4 separate regions of the Mus musculus genome follow, and regions 1, 2 and 4 are each linked to region 3. Evidence: chromatin contacts called from public HiChIP or PLAC-seq data. All regions are on one chromosome and are shown on one strand. Each heading gives the region's core, a stretch centred on a gene start, on an enhancer-like site or on the middle of the called end of the contact. The rest is flanking DNA. Distances are from core to core; before and after follow the strand shown.

Region 1 (3,808 bases), core at 1,054-3,553, 250 kb before region 3:
TACCTGCATCTTCACTGGAGGTGTAGGAAGCAGTGAAGCCTCCATATGGCCGGGAGCCATCAGTGAAAAATATCACTTTCATCGTGTTTCCTGAAGATTTGAACTCATTGGTCACATTCACACGGCTGCACAGTTTCTGTAGTCGGGGAGAGTTGTTTCTAATGCCATTGAATACCTGTTAGAAAAATAGTTTGACTTGTAGCTATGCTGCCCACCTTACTGAACATCCCTCAGGGGATGAGCATTCTCAGCCCAGACTCATGTCCTTCTAAAGAGACCATAGTCACTTGGTACACAGACACCTCTCCCAGGACCACAAGCCACAGAGCCACACTGAGTGTTATTTTCAGCCTTAGAATCAATGTTGAGCAAATGAAAAAATTGGAAGTATGTCCTCCTCTTATGTGTGACAGGGAGAGGCTGCTGCACAGTTTGCAAGTGGAGACCCTGCTCTATGTCTGAGGTAAACATGCCACTGTGCCTTCTTTTTTTTTTAAATTTATTTTTTATATTAGGTATTTTCCTCGTTTACATTTCCAATTCTATCCCAAAAGTCCCCCATACTCACCCCCCCCCGATCCCCTACCCTCCCACTCCCCCTTTTTGGCCCTGGCGTTCCCCTGTACTGGGGCATATAAAGTTTGTTAGTCCAAAGGGCCTCTCTTTCCAGTGATGGCTGATTAGGCCATCTTTTGATACATATGCAGCTAGAGACAAGAGCTCCTGGGTACTGGTTAGTTCATATTGTTGTTCCACCTATAGGGTTGCAGTTCCCCTTAGCTCTTTGGGTACTTTCTCTAGCTCTTCCATTGGGGGCCATGTGACCCATCCACTAGCTGACTGTGAGCATCCACTTCTATGTTTGCTAGGCCCCGGCATAGCCTTCTTTATACTTCACAGAGTTCACAGACTCTGTGGATTTTCTTAGTTGTGCCTTGGAAGCTGTAACACATGAAATGAAAATGTTAGTATTAGGCTATTCCAAGTGTATGTAGTCATTCTAAATACCTTGAAAAGTACTGTTAAGTGGTTTTACTTTGCTGCTTTTAATTAGGTGTGCTTGTGCGTATCTTGGTATGGCCATGTGCATGTCAACACAGGTGCTTGCGGAGGCCAGGAGGCCAGGAGGCCAGAGACATTGGGATTACCTGGAGCTGGAGCAACAGTTGTCGCTATGTCCAATGTGTGTACTGGGAGCTTAGCTCCATCCTCTGCAAAATTGGTACATGTTCTTAACCACTGAGCCAGTGCTCCTTGAAAAGTAACTTAAGGAAAAAAAATCTATTTTTGTGTAACTATAATGGCTCTTTCTTAATTATTTATGGATTTAAAGCTTCTACATTCTTAATCATTTGACTTAACTTTTTGTATTTGAGATTATAATAGAATTATAACAGTTCTTCCTCCTCTTTGGCCCTGTGAACCCTCTCTTAGAGCCCTCCCAACTCCCCATTTTCATGGCCTCCTTTTTCTTTACTAATTGTTATTGCATGCATATATGTATGTATGTATGTATGTATACATTCTTAAATATCACTCGTTGAGTCTGTATAACGTTCCTTGTATATGTTTTCAGGACATTCTGTTTGGTGCTGGACAACCAATTTGTGTGCTCATACTCATCTGGCTTTTAAAAACTGTGTTATTACTGGCATCAAAATACAATTAATTGCTTGAGTTATGACTAGTGAAGAGTGAGTGCTTCTGCACAAGGCTTGTGAACACTTTTCAGAATGCAGAAACAATTCTAAGAAATAAATAGCAACTCACTTGGTGATTGATATTCCTATTTTTAAAAAGGATTTGAATGGATCACTATTGGATATAATAGCACTAAAAGCTTGGTTGAAGTAGGACATGCTGTACTCCCAGGGATGCAAGCATTTTCATTTACAGTAATTAATGACTGAACTCAGCTGCTTGGTGGTTTCTGGTTTAAAATGCCTTCTAGTTACAGGAACACAGGAAATGTCCCCATCACTTCTTGTGCAGATACGAACCCAGACTCTGCTAATTACCTACTTGGTTTTTCAGTAGGACTCCGTTTTCCAAATGCAGACAGTACACTACAAAGATTTACAGTCTGTTAAAATCCAAGAACTAGGAATAATTGAATTTGGATCCAAATTTCCCACAAGGCAAAGCAAGAGAAGACAATGCATATTTCATGCTACTATAAACAAGAATGGGTAATGTGTTCTCAGAATCAAAAGAATTTATAAGCAACAAGGCTGTGTTGGAGGCAATGAACAATGGTCTCTACTGCCTCTTTCTGCATCTTTAGGTAGGGGTAGCATAGAATTGTAATGAGTAAACCATGTGCAGTCAACCAGTTAGTGTATGGACTTCTTTCTGTGTTTAGAAGCAACCAGAGTGTGACCTCATATCTCCTAAGATCTTCTGTAGTCAGAAACTACAAGCCTCAGAAGACATAAGATGGGAGCAGACACATGGCAGTCAATATTTAAGAATTGCTATGACGTGGAACAAATTTGGACATTTGTCTCATGACCCCATATGCTGTGTGGTGCAGCCTTTCCTTTCCTCCATCTTGGCCATCAGATTGGTTGCTGGGTTTGTAGGAATTTCAAACACAGTCCAGCTGGGTGTGGTGTTCAGCAAGTAACAGGATGCTCAGAGCTCAGCCATGCTGCCTGTAGATCTTGGGCTTTGTTTCCCTCTTTTCGGACAAGCATTCAAGTACACAGAGGGTGGGTAAACACTAATTCCTGCACTTGTTTGGAGTGTAGAGGAGGAAAGTAAACACCAATGCATAAAAATGATTTAAAAAATGGAATTTAAACAACCTCCTACAGAAATGAATTCCCAAAATGATTCCTTGATGGAGTTTCATCCTCCCCGTGAGAAAAGATCTGAAGCCATGATATTTGAAAATAAATATAAGTAAAGGTCTGTCTTAGGTACTTCCACAAATGCCAGTTTCCAGGCTCAGGCATGTACACAGAGCTCCCAATCAGCTTTTTCACAGATTTTTAAAACGTGAATGAAGAACAACCAGGACTCTAAGGAAACATCCAATGTGAAATTCAGAGACCAATGTAAATAGAGATGCAAACTGAAAGAAACTACATGAAACTTCAAATTATGATTCTATAATAGTTTAAATATGTACATTCAAATGATTCTAGTAAAGCAGAAATCTTATAGGTACTCAAAGGTTGCTGTACATATTCGTGTCCTTAGAGAGTTACAAGAGCATGTACCTCAGTGAAAACAGGAAATTGACTAAGAAAGGAAATGTACAGCATCATGGAGCCAGCTGGCCAGTCCAGAATGCAATGAAGAGACTACAGACACAATGGGGCAGGAAAATCCCAAAACAATGGTTCCCAGATGGCTTGCTGCAGATGGACAGGGATACTGGTGACAAAAATAGACATGCATGTCTTTGATGGAAGATATGTAGAAAAATTCGTGACTAACATCTATAGAATCTAAAAATAGTACAACTGTTATTGTTATTTGAAAAAGCAAATGGAAACGTGGGCACAGCATACTGCCTGGCTTAGCCTGAATGTAGTTTCCACAATCACCCAAGTGGACCAATCATGGAAACTGTGACATGTGTGACTGAAACAGGGAAGTGGACAGAATATGTGTACTCTGAATTCCCTGTGTGCACTTCTCAAGGGAGGAAGCTAATTTCTCAGTTTTTATAGTGGGACATGGCTAGATGAGACCCAAAACGAACTAAAGAGGTGCAAAATAGGAAATGTTAGCTAGAAACAATAATGTAAATGCTTAGAAGGGATTAGAGTCCCAGAGTAGTTGCATTAAGAAGGAGGAG
Region 2 (4,148 bases), core at 1,198-3,697, 220 kb before region 3:
TTTCTAAAAGGCTTTCTCCATGTGAACTAGAACTTTAGGAAGACTTGTTTTTAATCTTGTCCAGTATGCTCTTCAACCCTAGCCTGGAAGAGAAGGTAATTTTCTCTGGTTGCCATGTAAAAAGAAACTCTACAGCTTTTCCCTCTGCGGAGGGTAGTGAAACACACTGTTCTTCATCTTTCTACACATTGGCTGTAATTGCCCCACCTGGCCAAGAGCCGCAGGGCTGGATGGCACTCCTTTCCTTTCCTGCTTAGATGCCTCACTGCACAGTGGACATGCACAGCCAGACCTACCTGACCCCACCATCAAGCTCCCAAGACAAGAACAACCATGAGGCTGTACATCCATAAGAGCTTCTATCAAACTGGCAGTCATGGAGTGCCTTAGCACTTCATGTTTACATTGCTGTGACAGTAGAGAACAGGTCTCCCAGACAAATAAGGTTTAGCTAAGAGATGGCCAGGTTTACAGATGATTTTTCTCACTTCTATACCTCATGGTTGTCAGAATGTAGACATTGAATTATAAAGAAGGTACAGGGGAAATTTCAAGAATTAGCTCCCAACGTTAAATGAAAAGAGCCCCAAATAACAAGCCAAAGACTTCTACCACATGTCTGCTAACCCTGAGGTCATCTGTTAATGCTAATCCCTCCCACTCACCTGATGTTGATGCAGAGTAGATGGCATGGAAACCGTCAAAACCGTACACAGAATCAGAGACAAACCTCACTGTCAGGGCATTGCCAAATGATATGATGGGATGGGGCAGAGAGGTACCACAGTAACGGCCTAAAGGGTGAAGAGAACCACATGGAGGTGAGTGACAGCATGGCAGGGACGACACACAGTTTTTCCAGGTACATACAAGAAATCACAAGCATAGCAGGGCGTGGTGGCCGTGCACGCCTTTAATCCCAGCACTCGGGAGGCAGAGGCAGGCGAATTTCTGAGTTCGAGGCCAGCCTGGTCTACAAAATGAGTTCCAGGACAGTCAGAGCTATATAGAGAAACCCTGTCTCAAAAAACAAAACAAAACAAAACAAAACAAAACCAAGAAATCACAAGCAGAACCACTTACATTAGCCTTGTGTTTGAGACAATGCCTGACCACTAAGGATAAACCTCAAAAATAAGCATAGCCAGGATGATTCATAAACCCAATAGAAAGCAATAGGAGGACAGAGGAAAGTTGATGTGACCAGGCTCCAGATGATGGGCCAGGTTACATGGGTTCAATGCCTTGCTTGTCATTTACTAGCAACATAACCTGAGACAAGTACTGTGGGTGCTCTGTGACTTAGTTGCCCCATGTGAAGAGGAGGACATATTAGAAATAATTAAACCCATCTCATAAGGATGTAAAGACTGAGTTACCACTTATAAAATACTTAGAACAGTACTCCACAGGAGATAACTGGGTAGGAGTGTGCATTCTATAACACATCCTGTTCCAATGTGAATGGATTAATATCTTAAACATTACAATGAGGGGTTTGCCTGGGGCTTGTTCTTTGTCCACCATTCTCTCAGGCTCCATTCTCGGCACAGGAATAGCATTGAAACCTCCTCTGATGGCGCTTCCCTCTGCCAGGGAGACTTTTCCATGGTAAAGTCTCATGGAGAAAGCTTAAAGCATGTGAAGTTATTTTGTCTGAACCATCTCAAGAGCTATATCACACACTTTATCATGATGTCTAGCACACCAACTGGTGGACTTTTAATGAAGTCAATTAACTAATTTTCAAATGCTTTCCTCCCACTGGGGACAGAAGAAACATGTCCAGTGGAGTATAAGACATATTTTAAAGTACTCTCCAGAAGCTTCAGAAAGACTTTTGTCTAATGCCAAAACAGTCTTTGTCACACTACTGCCCCTGCCTCAGACTGTCATTTAGTATCTGCAACTTGCCTTTCAGAAACAAGTTAAAATACACAAATTGCATGTAGAAGATAAGTAAGTTGAATTTCATGAGCCCCACATTGTCCTGCTTTCCTACCCTCTGGTTATTCTTATGTGGTTTGAGGCTCTTCATGCTTATTGAAAACACTGTAACCTTGAATGTCAACACTGTGAATGTCTGTGTGCATGGCTGCACACTTGGGATGCACACGCACACACACACACACACACACACACACACACACACACACACTACGTGACAAGACTACAGATGAAATGACAAAATCTCCGGTACCTTGGACAGGTGCATCAGAGTCTCTGCCATCCAAAATTTCTACAAAGTCCCGTGTGCAATCTGTGCTGCTTTGCAGATGAAAGTGAGTAAAGGAGAGAGCAATATGATTGACTGTAGAAAAAAAAGAGAGAGAAGAGTGTTGGTTATTTAATAAAACACTGGCAAGCAGAACAGAGAGATTTTGCCCCTGGTACTCTGAGATGATGCCAAATCCCTTGCTTTCTGGCAGCTTTGCACAGGGGTGGGGTGAGTAAACAGAGCTAAGGGCTCAGCTTCGCGCTAAAGGGCTTCCTTTGAAGAGTAACAGAATCAATGCTTTTGAAAAATGCCTGCAGAATCCAAAATGCCAGGCATGGTAAATCAGGACTCTTGGGTAGGGTCATCCCAGGGACTTCTGGAGACATCTTATTGGAAAACATAGTTTTCGGCTTGCTTTGTTTTGTTTTGTTATGTTTTGCTCTATTTGTGTTGTTTGTTAGCCATTGTTGTGTTCCTCTGAGAAGCACTTTCTTAGGCTCTGAGTCCTTACATGTACTTGTACTAAGGCATATTTTCCCCCCTGGACATGGCTCCCAGCACACTCAAATTTATTTAGGGGTCGGAAGCAGTGCCCGAGAGCTTCTGAATCATCCATCAAGAAAGCTTTGAATCATGGAAGAACAGTCAGCGCCCAGATGGCAGTTTCCTCTTGTAGTCTTTACAGCGTTTCTAATCCTCAGAAAGGGATCTTTTCCTGTTGCTGTCCTTGTAGCGGTGAGATCTTTCATCTAGATGTTTTTGCAGATCATTAGAAAATAATCAGGAGGCACAAAACTGCTGAGCTCAATGCAGGGGGCTTCTTTATCTTGGCTTTGTTGGGGCTCCACCCTCTCCATGTACAAAGGCTAAGGATTACATTATCTGTCAGCTCCCACATTCCATGAATGGCCATAAAATACTATCAGTTTGTGAAAGTGTTAGATAATATTTAAGGCCAGCTTTTTTGAGAATTATTTTGTGCAGGGACCTGATTAGCCTAAGTGACTGTCCTGTTTTTACAAAGTCATTAATTAAAGAACAGAGAAGAGAACTTAATGGCTTTCACACGTTGTGTCTTAAATCACAACTTCTTCCTAGAGACCTGAAAGGAGGGGAGGGTTCAGATGAAACAGGACTCATAATGAGGCCTGGAATAGTCTGCTTGGAGCCATTCTGCCAGGCCTGTAAAGGCCATCTCATTTTCTCTGCCTGGAAAATGTGGAGGGACTATTGCCATGTCACATAGCAGAATTCTAAGATCCCCAAAAGAAGAAAGAGAAAATAAGCATTTATTGAGGGCCTCTAGGCATGCACTGATTTCATAAATATATCCATTGCAGGAGAGATCAGGTTTTACAATTAGTTTCCCTTTTAGTGATCAATAACTTGCAACCCTGCGTCCTCCAACAGTTAGGTATTTCTCCAATCTCTATCCTTATTCACATATTCATTCACCATCTACTTTACTTGTATTTGTACACTTTGTTTGTATGTATTTGTGCATTTCAGGCAGGTAAGTGTTCTAGTAACTGCATCCTCAGTCGTTTGTCTTTTTGTTGGTCTGTTGGTTTGTTGTTGCACAAAGCATCTCACTGATCCCAGAGTAGCCTCCAACTAGGTATGAATGGACGATGACCTTGTACTTCTGGTTCTCCTACCAGAAGTTGGAGCGACAAGCATGCAATACCATTAACTAAATGCGATTCATTTAGTTGTGGGGATAGAACCCAGGGCTTCAATAGTGATAGGTAGGTACTCAGTCCACTGAGCTCTCCCCAGCCCTTGGTTTGTTTGTTCATCAGAGACAAGATCTCCATATGTTACTCAGGCGAGCCTTGAATTGACTGTTGAGCCCAGGCTGGTCTCCAACTCAAAATCCTTCTGCCTTAGCCTGCAGGGTGCTAGAATCGCCACATCCAGACTTAACAAT
Region 3 (4,339 bases), core at 1,206-3,705:
CTCCTCTTCTCCATGAATGACTAAAAATATTTTTGTAGCAGTTTTTACGTCTCTACCCTCTAAAAACTTTTTAAAAGGAAGAATAACGTGAAGATAAACAAACCGGTTCATCCATTACCATATCAGCAATAAAAGGAGAATATTCATCAATGTCCCTGAAGCTAAAAAAAAAAAAAAAAAAAGGCCAGGAAGGGACCCCCTTCAGGTGATGAAGAGGAGCAGAGCCTACTGAAGAAGTCATCACAACCTGAGGAATTTGCTGTGGTGCCCACATGGCATACTGCCACACCGTACCACAACCCATTCCTCTTTTTCCACAGTGACTCATTAAGCAAGAGTTCCCTGACAAAGCCACTGCACTGCCCTGGGATCTACAAACTATGTAGGAGGAAGGCTAGCCTCCCTCCTCCCCACAGGGAAATCACTTTCCTCATCCTGAGCCATTCCGAGCAATCTCACAATGGTGACATTTGCTGAACCATGGCTTGAATAAAAGGCTCTCAGTGTGCAGAATGGTAACGTGAGGCACAGGCTAACCCTGGCAGTGCTCTCTGGAAAGGACCCACAGCCTCTCTTTGAAAGGAGAATAAAGAAAGGCACAGCAGGAGAGCTGGGTCCCAGAGAGTCCTGCAGGCAACCTTGACCGCAGCATTCCCAGAACTGACTGAGATGAGGTGCACAAAGGGTTGCTTCAAAGAGTCTTGTACAAAAAAGCTAGCATAAATCCTGCACGTGTCTCTAAACGGCCTTTCTTAATTGCCAGGTAAGCTGGGAACACTCTGTGCTCCAAAGAAAAACAAAAGCAAAAACAAAATACAAGCTCCTTTTCCTTCCCTATTCACTAATGGACCCATCTCCCAGTTTGTTTGTTTTTGTTTCAGTACTCCACAAATCCCAAACCAAAAGAAACTGTAATTTTTCTATCCGTGCTTAATCACAAAGGGCCTAACTTCCCTTTCTTGAAAAGTCCTTTTCCCTTGGAGAACGGAGACCCCTTAGTCTTGCCTAGAAGCAAACGTGAAGCAATAGCCTTGAGCTGGTCATTTTCCCTTTGAAAAGGTGACAGTCGCTGCATCTCAACACTCTGAACCTTTTGTTTTGTGGACAGTTGTCGCCATTTCAAGTTAGATTTCATGATTTTTCTTTGTGGAAAATAGGATCTGTGGCGTTGCCCAGACAAGTCACTAGAATCTTCTCCCCTGCATCGCTGCTCTAAAATCTACAGAAATCTGTTTCTTCAGTTTATCACTTGAGCTACATAACTGCCTTTCTTCCGAACTCATTCACCGAATTGGATTTTTTAGCAAAACCCAATGGTTTCTTGTCCGACTTGCTTATCTTCTAATGCAGTCCACTTTCAGAAAGGCCGAGATCACTGGGCTTGCTTTTGAAATTACCAAAGTAGTTTCCTCTTTCACCCAGAACTTAGGGTGTGGTTTCATGCAGGAAAGAGAGAGAGAGAAAGAAAGAGAGAAAGGGGGAGGGAGGGAAGGAGGGAGGGAGGGAGCTTTTGTCGTCAGGGGTGGGGATGGGGGTAGGGGTGTGTGGATGTGTTTTGTGGCTCTCCCGGGTCTGCAAGAGTTTCTTTCTAAGGAGAACTCTCCACACTTCCCCAACAATCACAAGAACGGTTATTCTCAAAGTTGGTTTAAAACTTCGGACAATGAATGAGCTTAGCGCTCTTGGAGTCTGGAGTCAATCTCAACTAACGGTTTTCCTGAACCGCTAGACGATCTCACCCTCAGGGCTCCATGAGTCATATCCACTGACTCAGCGACCCCACCCCGTCCCCTGGGCTTTACTCCAGAGGCAGTGGCTCCTAATCCTCTCTAGTTGAACTGAGTCCGTTAGATCAGGGGATATGACCACGTCAAACAAGCCCTCTGCAAAGGTCTTGAGCCAGATATCTTGGGCTGTGTGCTTCTCCACCCCCAATCTCGGGCCCTCTTTGTTTCTCTCTCCCCGGCTTCCGATCTGCAGGACTGCTTTTGCAGGCTCTTCCTGCTCCTCCGCTCTCGGATCTCCCCACCCACCCAGTCCCAGAAGACCGCAGATCTGCGACTGCGACCACGCCCCTCCTACCAGCGCGCCTAGTCCCACGCCCCTTTGGCCCAGTGCCAGGGATCGCTTTACTCAACTTTCCAGAGCCCCCCTTCCTTCCCCCATGAATCCTTCCCGCGATCCCTTCTTTCTCAGCACCCAAGGGTGAGTAGAGAGTTCGGGTGATCACCAGGAAAGCCCCTGAAAGGCCTAGCACTTCCAATTAGTAACAGGACTGTGCTTGATACCCTACAGCCCTGGAGGAAGGCTCGAGGGGAGCTCCCTCCCCCACCCCCCTTCCTCACTTCTTTCCGGGTCCCCATTGGCTGGCTCGCTCGGCGGCTAGGATGGCAGTGGGAGGGGACCCTCTTTCCTAACAGTGTTATAAAAGCAGCGCCCTTGGCGTTGTCCAGTCCTCTGCCACTCTTGCTCCGGGACCCCAGAGACCCCAGCGCTCCTACGATTCACAGCCACCGCGCCCTCATTCCCTTGTTGCAGTTTTTCCAGCCGCAGCAAGCCAGCCCACCTTCGAAGCCATGTCTACCAGGTCTGTGTCCTCGTCCTCCTACCGCAGGATGTTCGGTGGCTCCGGCACATCGAGCCGGCCCAGCTCCAACCGGAGCTATGTGACCACGTCCACACGCACCTACAGTCTGGGCAGCGCACTGCGCCCCAGCACTAGCCGCAGCCTCTATTCCTCATCCCCCGGTGGCGCCTATGTGACCCGGTCCTCGGCAGTGCGCCTGCGGAGCAGCGTGCCGGGCGTGCGGCTGCTTCAAGACTCGGTGGACTTCTCGCTGGCCGACGCCATCAACACTGAGTTCAAGAACACCCGCACCAACGAGAAGGTAGAACTGCAGGAGCTGAATGACCGCTTTGCCAACTACATCGACAAGGTGCGCTTCCTCGAGCAGCAGAACAAAATCCTGCTGGCTGAGCTCGAGCAGCTCAAGGGCCAGGGCAAGTCGCGCCTGGGCGACCTGTACGAGGAGGAGATGCGGGAGCTGCGCCGGCAGGTGGATCAGCTCACCAACGACAAGGCCCGTGTCGAGGTGGAGCGGGACAACCTGGCCGAGGACATCATGCGGCTGCGAGAGAAGTAAGGCCTGACCTACGCGAGTGGTGGGGTGTGGGAGGGAGGGGAGTCCTGGGCCTTGCACTGGGGCTGCCACGCCCTTGGGGATGTGGCTGGGGTGGCGGTTGTCTGGAGGATAGCAGAGGAAGCGGGCCCCACCCTGAACCTAAACTTTGCAGTGAACATTTCTCTTTTCGCCTCACTCAAGCACTTCCATTGAACTTTTTAGAAAGTTTCTTAGGTCCTTCTTCTGGGCTTACAGTTACCAGACAGGAGGAAAGAATGGGTGTGAAGGGTTCCAGACAAAGAGATGGCAAAGGCATCTGGGATATTGGGACAGGGGATTGGCTGTAATTGTAAGGGAAGGGCAGTGATTGTCTTTTCCAGTGTGCCCCAACTCCAGCTAACACCTGCAGAGAGCTGCCACCTCGACAAGTTGCAGTAACTACTGTGGGTGGAGGTGTCACAGCAGCTCTGGACTCAAGGCTTGGCGGCATTTGTGGTTGGGTGTGGCCGCCCCGCCCCTGGCGGTTTTCCAGTTCCCCTTTGATTAATGTGCTGCTGCTTCAGATTGCAGGAGGAGATGCTCCAGAGAGAGGAAGCCGAAAGCACCCTGCAGTCATTCAGACAGGTTTGTAGACTTCTTTTTCACATGCAGCCAGCAGCCCAATGGAGCCAACCCGCGAGCGGTTCTAAAAGTTACTTCCCTTAGGTTTTAAAAGGTGCAGAACTTCACGTCTGCTTGTAAAGCCCCCTGGCGGCGGAAAGCGCACAGATTGAAAAACTCCACTATTTAGGGCAGTCTTTGGAACATGAAGGCTTTATTTTCTGCTTCGTTTCCAGATTTTTCTGATCCCCCACACCCCCGAAACATTTCTCCTTTCGTTTTTTGAAACATATCGACATTCGGATATTGAATGGTTACAATTTGATTACATTGTGGATTGTGAAGGTGAAATTGGCTAACTTTCACAAGGTCATAAAAACCACAGTTGCTTCCTCCAGTTGGAAATGTAGAATACTCTGGAGGATGAGAAAGTTTAACTGGAATTAAGCCAAGTTCCCTTTCTTCCTTCGAAGTTCGGCACTGCGTGAAAGTTAGCAGAAGAGTCATTGCACAACCATTTTTGAAATCTAACAAGGGTGAAAAGAAGCCATCTGTTCCCGTAGCTCAAGGGTGTTAAAGGTTTCTATGGGCTTCACTATGGAATGTAGATAGGGACG
Region 4 (3,927 bases), core at 1,085-3,584, 220 kb after region 3:
TTCAAGAAGTATAGCAAGTAGATTTTTCAAAGGAAGGATGCCAAAGAAATAAAAATTAATTAGTGACCTCTGGAAAGACCTGGGACAAGAGAACTAAGGAGTATGTGCTTTGGATTTCTCAAAAGGAAACCCCCAGAATGAACAATAATAGTTCAACGACTGACTTGTGGGCAGAAGTCCTCTCACCCTCATTTCATAAGCAAAGCTACTCCTTCCATGAAATCAAGAAAGTTGGGTGAAATCAAGCACATATCAGTCTTTTTATCAAGAGTTTTATTACTCCAGGATTTCCTAGTGTCCCTACCAGACTCGGGAATTCCAATGAGGCACCTGTGGCAATAATTCTTCAGTGCAGTTTCTTCTAAGTACTTCCAGATCTTTCTGAGGATCAGGCCCAGAGCCTTGTGGAAAGCAATGTCCAGTCATGCAATCAGAAGATTAAGGTGGATTCAAGAGCCAAGAATATACAGAAGGATGAAGAGGAAGAGAGAGGGGGAGGCAGTATACAAAATTGCCATCGTTATAACAAAGCAGAACAGGATGCAGCCTGCTCCGGGGACGTGTGGAAGCAGAAATTGATTCAACTCTTCTTGGAAGCAATTGGAAAGAAACGTGATTTAGAACGTTAAATGCACGTTCATTTTTACCTAATAATCCAACTTCCTATCAGTCCTCCTAAGGAAATGAGTCTGAAATGAAGATAAAGATTTACATACAAAGATAGACTCAATAGAATGTCTCCTAGCAAACAAAACGAAATGAAGATAGGAAAGCATTTAAATGAGTAAAGAAAAAATTATTAAATAGACTACAGAATATTAAGATGGTGAATAACTAGTAACAAGCAACATTGGTGGGAGGTGGTAAAATCATGTTCAGGCCTATGATCCTTTAGGGGAAAAAGATGACACACAAACACAAAGTACAATCTCACATGTACTTTTCACATATAGGAAATAGACATTACAGAGACATAAAGTAGTCCTAACCTGAAAATGATACCTGGGTCTGGGCTCTGAGTTAATATTAAATTCTCTTATGTATTTCCCCTATGGCTTTCTATATTAAGTTGTGTTATTTCTATAATCAGAATAATAGATATCCAATAATTACTGTACATTAATACACACCCACAGTAAGGAAGAAATGTAAGTTCTTTTTCATCCAGGACAAACACACTGAAGAATTGTATTCCTTCGATCTCAACACAGATGCACTTTAAAGAACAGAAAACAAAACCCACAAACCAAATCTCTCAGTAAAGATAGACAAGTGCCTTCTCTGGGGTTTTCCACACACCTTTATCTACAGAATTCAGTACCCATCTTTGAAAGTGTAGCCGATATGGAGAGATGTGTTTTTAAAGGTTGATGTGCGTAGTCTCTCTCTCTCTCTCTCTCTCTCTCTCTCTCTCTCTCTCTCTCTCTCTCTCTCTCTCTCTCTCTCTCTCTGTCAAAGACAGACAGAGACAGACAGACAGAGATATCCAGGCAAAACGCTCAAGTGAGTTCCACGGGTCTCGCAGTCTTGCCCAGACCTTGTCCATCTGTCCCTAGTGGCCTTAGTACCTGTTCCTGGTGCGTGGTACCGGGGTTGTCGGGCTCCAGAGTGTCTTCAGTGCAGCTGAGGTACCACTGGTGTCCTCTCTGCTTCCCTCCATCAACAGCCTGCACAGCCAGGGAGAAAACTAAGTTATTACACCGCGTTGGAAGCCAGTGTGGCTGGCAGACTGGGCACTGCACTCCAGACGTAATCAGAGCATCTTTGTGCACCCCAGCTCCCGGGATGGGTCCCTAATCTTGAAGTTAGACAGGAAAAATCCCATAGGACAAAACCAGGAGTAGAATGGGGGAGTCCTGGAGCCTGGCGGGAAACCTCTTCAGGAGGTTCCGCTCTGCAGCTCCCTCGCCCACAGAGGCACTATCCGGAGCCCTCCCAACCCCGACGTGTCCCTTTCCACTTCAAACCAAGACATCCGGCCAAGCGTCGCCTCTCCGCGACCCCTGATCTCCACCCTACCCTCAAGGAGCTGCTTAGTCAAAAGTCTAAAGTGGTCAGTCACCCGGATCTTTCCGGGCGTCCCCTGGAAGCAACACCCAGAGCACAGCGTGGGCGCACCGGACCTTTCAGGTGGGGCGAGTTGAGGCCGGGGAATTACCTGGAGCGGGCAGGCGCGTCGGCTGGGCACCAGAGCATACGCAGGAGGAGCAGCAGCATCAGGCTGCCTATGAGGGCGAACAGCGTGCCCCCCGATCTCATCCTGAGCCACGGGCGTCCTCGCCGCCAAAGCTGCCGGGGCGAAGCGCAGCCCGGGCGGCACCGACTCGCCGCTCCGGTCACCGCCTTCGCCGCCGCCGCCACCGCGGCCGCTGCCACGCACACCCCCAGCGTTCAAAGGCGGTGGCGCGGGCCCGCACTCTGGGGGCTGCCCAGAGCCCAGCCTGCAACAGTGTTGCTGGGCACCGAGCCGAAGAAGCCGCGTTCGGGCTCGCTCGCTTCTTCCAAGCCAGCCCCGGCCGCCGAAGCTGGCGAAGCTGGCGGACAGCTAGCGGATGACGATTCTCCAAGCTCGTCGCTTGTCCTCCCGGAGGCGCTCGGAGCCGCTGCGGGCTCTGGTCGCTGCAGCCGCCGCTGCCTCTGCCTACTGCTGCCGCCGCCGCCACGCGGGGTCACCTGAAGGTTGGGGTATGAGCGCTCAACTCCGCGCTGATTGGGCTCCAACTTTTCAGCTGCTCTCACCTTCGCCCGAGTGCGCGCTTGGCCCCAAGTGACCCACCCAATCACATTGCGACTCTGCTATGTAGCTGAGGCCCTGAGCTAGAACCTGGAGGACTGAAGAGAAGAGCAGAAAGGACCCACTTCAAAAAGTTTGCAAACTGGGTTGCTCAGTTGGATCCTCCCACGTGCCTGAAAGCTGCCAGGAACTTGGTAACGTTTGAGTAGACTGGCATTGCATGGCACCTTCCCACGACGTTCCGTGGACAGTTGACACCAAATTACCAAGAGATCTTCAAGGGCAATTTGTCCACCCACCTTTGACCAGAGTCATCTCTGCTTGCTTTAAAACAACTGTTTTATTGGACATCTTTGTGTCCAGTAATTTGTATTATTGATGAGCATGCGATTGTGTGACAGATTGACTGCTTATAAGGGCAGAATTGAGTAGTGGTGACTGCGAGTCTATAGCTCTCAAAACCTGAAGTGTTTACCATTGTTTACCAAATGTTTTTCAGAAAAACAGATTTGCCTACTGCCAATGGAGGTGATCTCTGGATTTTAAATTCTTGCCTAATCCAGAACCTAATTGGAATTATAACGAACACGAGAATTTCACCAATAAGAGAAAAATGCACCAACCAATCATAGGCAGCTAACTCATCACACCACGCAAAGTCAGTTACCTACATGTAGCCAATCAGGTGATCCCTCTACTAAGACTTTGTGCCCGCCCACCAAAAGCTTGCTGCCCACTGATAGGCAGATATCCCCTCTTCTGTTTCCCAGTGCTGCCTAATTCACGAGTCCTTCTTTGTTCAAGTAAATGGTTGACATTTATTTGTCTCAAATATTTCTTTTCTCGTAGCTATAGGTCGACATCCAGTTTCTGTGTTGAAACTCTATCCTCCAACTGTGATTTGATCCTCAACACGAGGCTGGAGAGATGGCCCACTTGAGTTGGATGAATTAGCTAGGGCAGGGTTCAGTGGGAGGATCTGTGCCAAACAATAAGGTGGAGAGTGATAGAAGACCTCACTCAATACCAGCCTCTGGCTTTTGTTCCTGTACATACGTGCACGCACACATGTATGTACAACACACACACACACACACACACACACACAGAGAGAGAGAGAGAGAGAGAGAGAGAGAGAGAGAGAGAGAGAGAGAGAGAGAGAGAGAGCGCAGAGGGCAGGAGTTTCCTTTCTC

The links. HiChIP or PLAC-seq counts read pairs in DNA pulled down with a chosen protein or histone mark.
Region 1: an H3K27ac HiChIP or PLAC-seq map of the HPC-7 cell line shows a contact between it and region 3, with 7 times the contacts expected there. The contact joins the enhancer-like site here to the promoter of Vim in region 3. A contact is called at or near these places in 3 of 39 promoter capture datasets (embryonic stem cells and pre-B cells), 1 of 484 Hi-C or Micro-C datasets (the N1E-115 cell line), 18 of 115 datasets of contacts at active chromatin or transcription factors (the 230-238 cell line, the HPC-7 cell line, bone marrow-derived macrophages and 15 more) and 4 of 9 other capture datasets (adipose tissue, embryonic stem cells, liver and 1 more).
Region 2: a contact with region 3 is called in an HNF4G HiChIP or PLAC-seq map of pancreatic cancer cells. The contact joins the enhancer-like site here to the promoter of Vim in region 3. A contact is called at or near these places in 4 of 39 promoter capture datasets (embryonic stem cells, hematopoietic stem and progenitor cells and neutrophils), 1 of 484 Hi-C or Micro-C datasets (granulosa cells), 18 of 115 datasets of contacts at active chromatin or transcription factors (the 230-238 cell line, T-cell acute lymphoblastic leukemia, acute myeloid leukemia and 15 more) and 2 of 9 other capture datasets (adipose tissue and liver).
Region 4: a contact with region 3 is called in an H3K27ac HiChIP or PLAC-seq map of embryonic stem cells, with 7 read pairs. The contact joins the promoter of St8sia6 here to the promoter of Vim in region 3. A contact is called at or near these places in 3 of 39 promoter capture datasets (cranial neural crest, embryonic stem cells and stem cell-derived epiblast-like cells), 11 of 484 Hi-C or Micro-C datasets (B cells, CD4 T cells, embryonic stem cells and 1 more), 7 of 115 datasets of contacts at active chromatin or transcription factors (embryonic stem cells, large pre-B cells, memory CD8 T cells and 1 more) and 1 of 9 other capture datasets (embryonic stem cells).

Annotation. Positions count from the first base shown.
Region 1 is chr2:13,326,653-13,330,460 of GRCm38.p6, forward strand. Cubn (cubilin (intrinsic factor-cobalamin receptor)) reads right to left here. Exons shown (of 67, transcript NM_001081084.2): 49 at 4-175. Among named protein-coding and RNA genes, the nearest start is that of Gm13270, 57 kb to the left of the region's middle. Within about 2 kb of position 2,304, at least 9 of the 459 cell types and tissues checked have an H3K27ac peak or open chromatin away from gene starts, as enhancers often do. A contact at or near this core is called in the HPC-7 cell line and pro-B cells, where this site is marked.
Region 2 is chr2:13,355,919-13,360,066 of GRCm38.p6, forward strand. Cubn (cubilin (intrinsic factor-cobalamin receptor)) reads right to left here. Exons shown (of 67, transcript NM_001081084.2): 34 at 2,201-2,311; 35 at 666-794. Among named protein-coding and RNA genes, the nearest start is that of Gm13270, 86 kb to the left of the region's middle. Within about 2 kb of position 2,448, at least 21 of the 459 cell types and tissues checked have an H3K27ac peak or open chromatin away from gene starts, as enhancers often do. A contact at or near this core is called in adipose tissue, neural tube and pancreatic cancer cells, where this site is marked.
Region 3 is chr2:13,571,856-13,576,194 of GRCm38.p6, forward strand. It overlaps Vim (vimentin), which reads left to right and starts at 2,456. Exons shown (of 9, transcript NM_011701.4): 1 at 2,456-3,139; 2 at 3,686-3,746. The coding sequence starts at 2,577.
Region 4 is chr2:13,791,186-13,795,112 of GRCm38.p6, forward strand. It overlaps St8sia6 (ST8 alpha-N-acetyl-neuraminide alpha-2,8-sialyltransferase 6), which reads right to left and starts at 2,335. Exons shown (of 8, transcript NM_145838.1): 1 at 2,159-2,335; 2 at 1,569-1,667. The coding sequence starts at 2,259.